2 separate regions of the Zea mays genome follow, and region 1 is linked to region 2. The links are chromatin contacts, called in public Hi-C maps. All regions are on one chromosome and are shown on one strand. The core of a region is the stretch at or near the end of the contact, and the rest is flanking DNA. Distances in the headings are between cores, read along the strand shown. Region 1 holds the start of LOC103639299. Region 2 holds the start of LOC103639292 (heterogeneous nuclear ribonucleoprotein 1-like).

Region 1 (4,530 bases), core at 595-3,094, 260 kb before region 2:
CAGATCGGCCCCACTGGGCAGCGAGCGAGAGAGGGAGGGCGCGCGCGCGAGGGAGAACTGCCGCTAATAGGCGGGGTGCGCCTGTTAGGCGGCGCGGGCGCGCGGCCTGGCTGGGCTTAGTGGGCCGATTGGGCTGCTTTCTCCTTTTCTTTTTCTCTGGATTTTCTAATTCCTTTTCTATTTATTTTTCTATAGGGTTTTGAAATCCAAATTCAAACTAGGTTTCAAATTCAAATAAATTCAAACTTGTGCAACACTTCAAAGAATATTTTAAGCTCAGCATGATGCAACATGTCATGAGCCATAATGTTTTGGCAAAAATAAATAATTAACCACCACTAGTTTAAGCTATTTCTAATCAAAAGGAAAAAGAAAGAAAGAATCGTTACAAGATTCCTCTGGGATCCACTAGTTCATGCCTTGTGAGTTCCAGTACGGGTGCCTCGCATTGTGTGGATTAGCTCCGGTTGTGGTTCTGCGGTCGTTCAGAGATCGAGTCGAAGTCTACACGGTTTCGGTGTCTCTCTCCCGTCGCTTGGTCACCTCCAACCTTGATCAGGTATAAAGTCCTTTACCCGGTGTTCTTCAGCAAATTTACCTTGTCATTCCATTACTTGTTATACCCAACCATCATATTTATCAACCTACTATCCTTAAGATCGGGCCACCCTAGTACCGAATATAATCTGGTACATATCAACTACAGTCTCCATGTCGTCGATGCCACAACGAGGGGGTCGTGGCCGTAGCCACTGGCCAACATGTCTCTATGTCCTCGTCCGACCTGGGCGTGTCATGGCAAGCAGTCGGACACCAGTACCAGACTGCGTGACACGAGTCTCTGAAGAGCCCGCCACCTCGGGAGATTCGAGCTCTGCTGCTGATGGTGATAACCATTTTTACTGCGCTGACGTGGAGAGCCAGAGGCCAGAAATTTATAACAACGATGATCGTGGCAGGCACGCTATCGGAGGTTGCGGCGTGGCGGGTCACTCGAAGCGGAGTTCACGGGGCCTATCCTCGCATCGCTCGGCACGGAGTTTGCGGGGACTTATCCTCACGACATGCTCCGAGGTTGCGACAACGGGCGGAGAAAGGCGCGTGGCGTGCGGAGACGGTTTCTGCGTGTGGCGGGAGTTCGTTTCATAGATAAGGGCAAGCACGATGACATACGACAGTCACTGTAGGGGGACAACGCACAAAACTCTCTTATTATAGTAGTAGAGATAAAGAAGAGATTATAGGAGTGCGGGTTGATTCTAAAAAAATGTACAGTTTTTTTAAATATTGACGCAGGATGACCATTGAAACTGGTGCTTTAATATAGTAGAGATTTTTTACAAACTTGTCGGAAACAACGTTATATAAAAACGTATTTTGTGAAGCTATATACTCTGTATATCCTAAATTAAAATTCGTTTTAGGCTTTTAATAGATTTATATAATAATTAATGTGTGTTTTATATATATGTCTAGATTTATTATCATATATTTAAATAGACACAATATTTAAGAGCTAAAATAAATACCCTTACCCATAAAATAAGGCGTATATTTTTCTTACAAAATTTTTAAAGTGAAACTTTGACCATTAATTTTTTTAAATATGACATCAACAAATACCGATTAAACATCATATTAAAATATTTTGAATATAAATTTAAATATATAACATGCATATATACACTAAAAATACATGTGTTTTGCTAATGGTCAAAGTTTTAGAACTTTGACTTTTTTAAAAACATGGATGCCTTATTTTATAAAATGGAGAGAATACTAATTTGATACGAAAGGGAGTATTAAACAAACCCTTAACAATATTATTATATTGTTATTCGTCAAATTTAGGATTGTCTCAACCACCCACGCCTCATCTAGAGTTGACACGCGCCATGTACTGGACGATTGGCCGCTGGAGACGACGCACGCTCGGCCATGGCGCTCGCTCTCCTATCCCCCTCCACGCCATCCCATCGTATACTGCTTCGTCCTATTCCATTTCCATCTCTGCCAGTCGCGCGCGCCACTAGTGCCGGTAGCTTCGGCCTCGCGTTCTTCTGCCCCCTCTCTCGCGGTTCCTCCTCGCTGCAGAGGACCGGCGCGGCAGGCGGCGTTATTGATAGTGCCGGAGAGGGCTCATCGGAAGAACCGGTCGCTGGATGGCTCAGCGCAGACCTGCTCAGGCGGATATCAGGCGCGGCGGACGCGGACCGGGTCCTGGACATTGTTGCCGAGTCAGTTGAAGGCGCGGGTGCCGCTCTGGGCGCGCCCGAGTGCAACGCGATCGTCTCCGCCGCTTTTGACCGTGGCAACATCGCGCTCGCTCTCTCGGTCTTCGAAGCCATGCGGTCCGGTTTCGCGGGAGGTAGAGGGCCCTGTTAATGTTTCAGAGTTTTTTATGGTCCTAAAATTGAGATACAACGCCTTCAGCCTGGATTGCTAAATCCTGCTTTTTTTTGCCAAATAATGTCCAGTTGGAGGCTGGAGGTGGGCAAGGCCTGATGTGAGGACTTATGCGTTGCTTGTACAGCGGTTGGCGGCCGCCCCGCGTGTTGCTGATGCAATCATGATAATTGATTATGTGTCTCGCGCAGGTGCTTCTTCTATGGATGAGGTGATTTTTCAAGTTCGCACCTGTGTTTATCTTTTAGTACGCTTCATTCAGAATACTGTATCAGCCATCTTGACATTGGATGTTGTAGCTTCAACCATCCTGCACAGCAGCAGCTGGTTTAAGTAATGGGTCATTGGGCAACTCCGGATATGTAGATTGACAGCTACCAATCTGCATACTTTTCTGTTGATGGATGCATTTTATGTTTATTTACCAAGAAATAACTTTGTAGTAAAAAATACTAGACATATTAGATCATATTTTTATGTTCTTTTGAGAGCATAAATCCCAGTTCTAGATCAAAAAATAGTTAGAAGGACTCCCACAAGGCTGGTTGGAGCAGGAGCTGTTACCAACTGGGGAGAGGGGAAAAGTCGGTAACGATCGGTCAGGCTCCAACAGATCGGTTTGGCCAGCCATCAGTGGGTTTGCCGACCAGTCGGTGAGTCGGTACCGACCGCGTTGGAGCCTGACCGACTGCTACATTAGACAGTTCAGTTGGTAACAACTGTATTTAGTGACATGACATGTTTTAATTGGTTCATGCGCGCATCCTGTCAGCTAGCTGCTTCTAAATCATTTGAAGTTCACAAATTTCGAAAAAAACTAAAGTTTCAAAAAAAATATATAATTAATTGATTTGACTAGCCATCAGTGGGTTTGCTAACCAGTCGGTGAGTCTGTACCGACCGCATTGGTGCCGGACCGGTCAATACCGACCGCTATATTGGACGGTTCAGTTGTTAACAACCGTATTTAGTGACATGACATGTTTTTAAATCATTTGAAGTTCACAAATTTCAAAAAAAAAAAATCCAAAATTTCAAAATATAAAACCAAGCGTACAAATTAGAATTTATTCATGAATTTTCTAATTTTTAATTTTATTTATTAGTTATGTAATTTTATTTATGAATTATGTATTTTACTTTTATGTTTGATTATGTAATATTTAATTGTTTTTATGAACTATGTAATTTTATTCGTTTAATTATTTACTTCGATGAGTTTTTATTTTAATAAAGGGTCATGTTTTAATAAAGGGTCTGTAAAAGAAAAGCTAATGTGAGGTTAGAGTACCTATAGGCTAATAGTGAAAGTTGTGTATTTTAGCGGTCGACAAGACCGACAATGGTCGATAGAAGAGTTCGTGCTACGGTCAATAAATGCTAGGTGGGTTGGAACCAACCTAAATGTCTTGCTATACCATTGCCAGAAAAGCACTTTCTCCTAAGTTTACACTTGATTTATCATATAATAACTTTATTTTAGGCTCCTTATCTCTTTCATTTGTCTAATTTTGGTCCCCAACTCCAATACTGTCAAAAGTCAAAACAGTCACCCCACCTGTCAATCCTGTTAGATTTTGACCTCGAGACCATTTTCCCATGGTATATTGTGATGTGCACCCACATACTAAGCACCAGAGTTTTTGGTGGTTCATAAAGGCTATACACCACCTATTGGCCTCCCTTCTACCTATCATCTTTTATAACAGTGCTTCAACCTTTTCCGGTAAAAAAAACAGTGCTTCAACCTTCAGGGAATTGGTGAGAAGGTTTGATATATAAGTGGCATCAGAATGTGATGATAACCGGTTTACATATTGCAGGTTCCTTTCGGAATCATTGTTCGCTGTCCAACCTGCATGATAGCAGTTGCTGTTGTGCAGCCTCAGGATGGAACTCAGGTTCGATGCTGCAGAAGTATCTTGTCATACCCCTCCTTAATTTTGTTAATACTGGTCAAGTAGTCATTAGCTTACAATATCTTGACATACATAGACAAGTGCTCACAGTTGGAATTCACAAGATGGAAGACTAGAGGCAGGGTAAGTTGTATTAAAATTGGCAGAAGACACGCACTGGAAAAATATGGTACTGTAAATCTCTAGAGGCTCAAATCCAGATCGC
Region 2 (4,090 bases), core at 1,341-3,840:
CTTCTTATTGTTTACTATATGTTTTCGTGAAACATGATGTACATTGAGCTAATACAGAGTGAGACAAAGATATAAACCAAAGACAAAACCAAAAAGTTTACCGGTTTTCCATTGATAACATGTTCATCCTCAATCACTCTGTCAACAACAGTGGGATCAGCAAAAGTAATAAAGCCAAAGCCTCTGGGCTTTTGTGTGTAGCGGTCCTTCATTATGACAGCATCAATTATATCCCCATACTTCCCAAAATGTTCTTTGAATGTACCTGAAAAGTCACGAAGTAAAACAGTTGTTTGTTCAAGGTACCAGAATAAACCTTGTAGGTAAAGGCAACCTAAATATCTCCCAAGAAAACTATTATGACATTTTATATCAAGTTACAGAAAATAAATGTCACAAAATCAGTACAGCTCCAAATTAGTTAGCTAGTATATTAAACAACTATGCCACAGGCCCAATTAACCAGCTCACAACATAAACAAAGGTATATCCTAAAAAATCCATCATAATAAGCAGGAAAAAACATTTCTAAGTGTGCATTTTGTCACTGAATGTTACAGTATTTTGCTTTGAAAACTTCTCTTGTAGATACCATTCATGTAAAGCGATTGTGTTTAGCCATAATTTAGAAGATGACAAGTTGCCATAAAATCATAGTCACAGGGTTCGGGGTCGAAGCTGCGAACCGCGTACCAGGTACGCCCCGACCCAAATCAAGGTACAGAGACGAGATGGGTCGAGGCCCCACTTATGGACTGGTGTGCCCCATTGCAGCAGGGGTTCAAGAAGTGACGAGCTCAATCCTAGATGGGACGTGGCCCTATTTGCTGCATGGTTAGAAGGCGTCGAGATGCAGATGAGAAAAGGCTTACGGATGGAGCTCGAGGTTGTCGCCACTGGACAGCATCACCGCTGGTCCAGCAGTGGCATCTCCGTCGATGGACAGACTCAGGACAGGAGCAGCACCGAGTCAAGGGCACTCCACGCTCTATGGCACCATCCATGCTGATGCTGGTGACTGGTCACATGCTCGCCAGTGGCTGGACCGCTGGATGGCTGCCGCACCTAATTGCTATGAATGGGGACAGGGGATCCCGTTGACATCGCCTCCCGAGTCCCGGGTCTAGTACTCCAGTCTCCGGTCTGCCAGCGGCAACTCAGCATGAGCGCAGGCACGTGACTGTGCTGCTGTCGCAAAATCAAGAATGGATACTCTGGACACTCTCATGTGATAAAGCTTGAATATTTTGATTTTTTTTTCTTCTGGATTTTGCACCAATGAACAGAGCATGAGGCTCTCTAATTTTTATTTGTTTTATAATGAGGCTGTACAGGTAACGTGGAAAATTAGTGTGACAGGAGATTTCCCTCCGCAAAAAACCATATGTGATTTGTTTCCTAATGTATAGTCTTAAAAAAGGAACAAGAATTGGTTCATTGATGTGCGCAGTCATCGTCATCGCCACGGTAGCATCAAGCACGAGCCAGGGACAGGAAGTTGGGGAGACAGGAGTACGGGGCTCATGGGACAGGAGATGAAGAGATAACTTTTCTCCCTCTATTTATATTAGGAAAGGAGATTAAGAGTCATTTGCTTTTTTGGGACTCTGGATGGACGGTAGATTTTCCCTCTTATTTTCCCAAACCCATAAGGATCACGACCCTTAATATGTTGAACTGATCCAAGATCATCGACCCGTCATACTCAGATTCATGTACCCAATTCAAGATTCACGTCCCGAAGAGGTATAACCCCCTCGTACTGTATTTTTTTCATTTGTTGAACCTCAACCCTCGACCCCGACCCAGGAACGTTGTGACTATGCATAGATTGTCAGGCATCAGGCCATTTCCCAAGAACATGGGCATATAGCAATATAATGTATAAATGTACCTCACAAATTTAATGAAAGGATCAACTCCACCTATTATTCGAACTCGACAACGTGAGACTGTAAGAAAATTAGCAAAATAAACAATTACCACGTTACAAAATCATCAGCAAACAAGAAATCAAGGGCTAACTCCTCTCCCGAATCAACAAAACATAAAAAGGCATAACTCAGTGCTCACTCCTAAATCAAGTTAGACATGCTTCCTTAGTAAATGTGTCACATGCTAAGCATACACTGAGACACGAAATTAACTAGAACTAATTAATCAACACTGGATCGAGTAAATTGGTGCGCACAAAAGATGATGAACGCCATTACAAGAAACAAACTACCAGATCTGAAGGAATACGAGGAAACCCTAGCTAATACAAGGAGAAGACGGCGGAAAAAATTGAAATCCGCTAAAAACAAATCTGGAGGGGATCCGCACGTACTCATGCTTGTATCCTTGGAGAGCCCGCCAATGAAGATCTTGCTGCACGATGCCCAAAAGCATAGCAAAACGAATCAGCGAAAACCGTTCCCATGGTTCGGAAAACAGCTCAATGGTCATACTACGGGAGGGGAAAGGACTCACGCAGGGCTGGCGCCGTCTAACTCCTTCATCTTGCCGGCCATCTCGTACCAGATCGGAGCTAGTCAAGGATGGGGTTTCGAGTGCGGAGAGAAGACGGGTGCCGTCGACTTCGAATGAGGGCTAATAAGCGTAGGCGCGTGCGTGTGATATCCACATGTTCCTCTACCGCCGTGCAACGTAGTGGATTATTAACTTTTTACCGTTATAAATGACGCGTCCATAGTACTGTTAGGCTATTCTCAGCAGTAATCACACTATTTCCAAGTTACCACGTCAATAAAAATAAGATGAAATAGAGAATGAACTGTGCTCTTTTAATAAAGACTTTCATAACATAATTTCGTATATTAACACATGACATAAATGCTACATTCAAATAACCAATAGAATAGATGAAATAGAATGAGATAAAATAAAATATAGTGTCATGTCATAAAAATTCTGTATGGCATACTAATTAATGTCATAAAATCTCTTATGAAACTTCCGTTGAGAATGGTCTTAGTGGGTGTTTGCTTCCACCTAACTAGGGACACGTTTGGTTTGATGGACTAAATACCATTTTAGTGCTATGGTTGGACGGTATGCACAATAACTCAGGGATTATACAGAAAAGAGATCCTTTCTAGTCAATACTGTCAAACGGTCTGGCCATTTCTCCCGGACGTTCCATAGTACTTCGAACCACTCTGAAAAAAATATTAAGTCTGTAACCCTCTCTATTAGCTTGCAGACGGTCCAACCTCTTGGCCCGGATAGTCCACGCAACACACTTAGCCCTTTTCAAATATGTTTTTTAAAAGATTTTCTTTCGTGAATCAGAAGTGTTGTTAGTGTTCATGCACACGCAACATTTCTATGCTCTATGAGGCAATAAGTTTCTAATCAAGTAACCATCATTGACCCCTCTTAATAGTACGGATATCTGGCCTACTAATCCGGTTAATTTACTTCTCTAATCATCTTTTGACCGACAAACGTAAAACCCTATCCAATACCATTTGCCTTGAGTCATTCCACGATCAATGCCAAAGTCTCCAAGACTTATAACGAGGTTCAACTTCTAGTGGTCCAATTTGTATTCTTATTTTCTCTAAGAATTTGTTAGTCCACAAATAATTATCATTAATTACCAAAACACTACTTAAGGCCTAGATGCTTCACAATCTCCCCTTTTTGCTAATTGATGACAACATTATTCTACACATCCAGTGGTCGATTCGGTTTCTAAAATCATCCTCATACACTAGGTATAAGTAAGATTTGAGTGTGAGTTTCGAGGGACTTATCTTTTGCTTTGAAGTTCCACTTGAGAGGAAGATAAGCCATTTCAAAACTGTGCATGATATATTCATTTGATGTTTGCACACAGATATAAGATTGGAGTTTTGGTGATATTTCCCTACAACATGGTTATTGAGGCATAATATATATAGCATGATTCATAAGAATAGGTACATGCAATTTTAAGCCTTCGATTAACCAAACATGTTTAGGATAACAATAAATCAAGGATCATAAGATGCTCAAATTCATCACAAATGTTCACACATAACATAAACATAGTTCATGAATGCATTTGTGCACAAGTCCATGTCCTTCATGAGCTCCCCCTAGC

Evidence for each region. Hi-C and Micro-C count contacts between places; a contact is called where the count stands out from the background.
Region 1: a Hi-C map of bundle sheath shows a contact between it and region 2, with 2.9 times the contacts expected there. The contact joins the promoter of LOC103639299 here to the promoter of LOC103639292 in region 2. A contact is called at or near these places in 5 of 25 Hi-C or Micro-C datasets (bundle sheath, ear, leaf and 1 more).

Annotation. Positions count from the first base shown.
Region 1 is chr1:147,330,296-147,334,825 of Zm-B73-REFERENCE-NAM-5.0, reverse strand. LOC103639299 reads left to right here and starts at 1,844. Exons shown (of 11, transcript XR_004855328.1): 1 at 1,844-2,368; 2 at 2,478-2,617; 3 at 4,230-4,307.
Region 2 is chr1:147,071,834-147,075,923 of Zm-B73-REFERENCE-NAM-5.0, reverse strand. It overlaps LOC103639292 (heterogeneous nuclear ribonucleoprotein 1-like), which reads right to left and starts at 2,590. Exons shown (of 6, transcript NM_001329432.1): 1 at 2,473-2,590; 2 at 2,330-2,370; 3 at 102-265. The coding sequence starts at 2,513.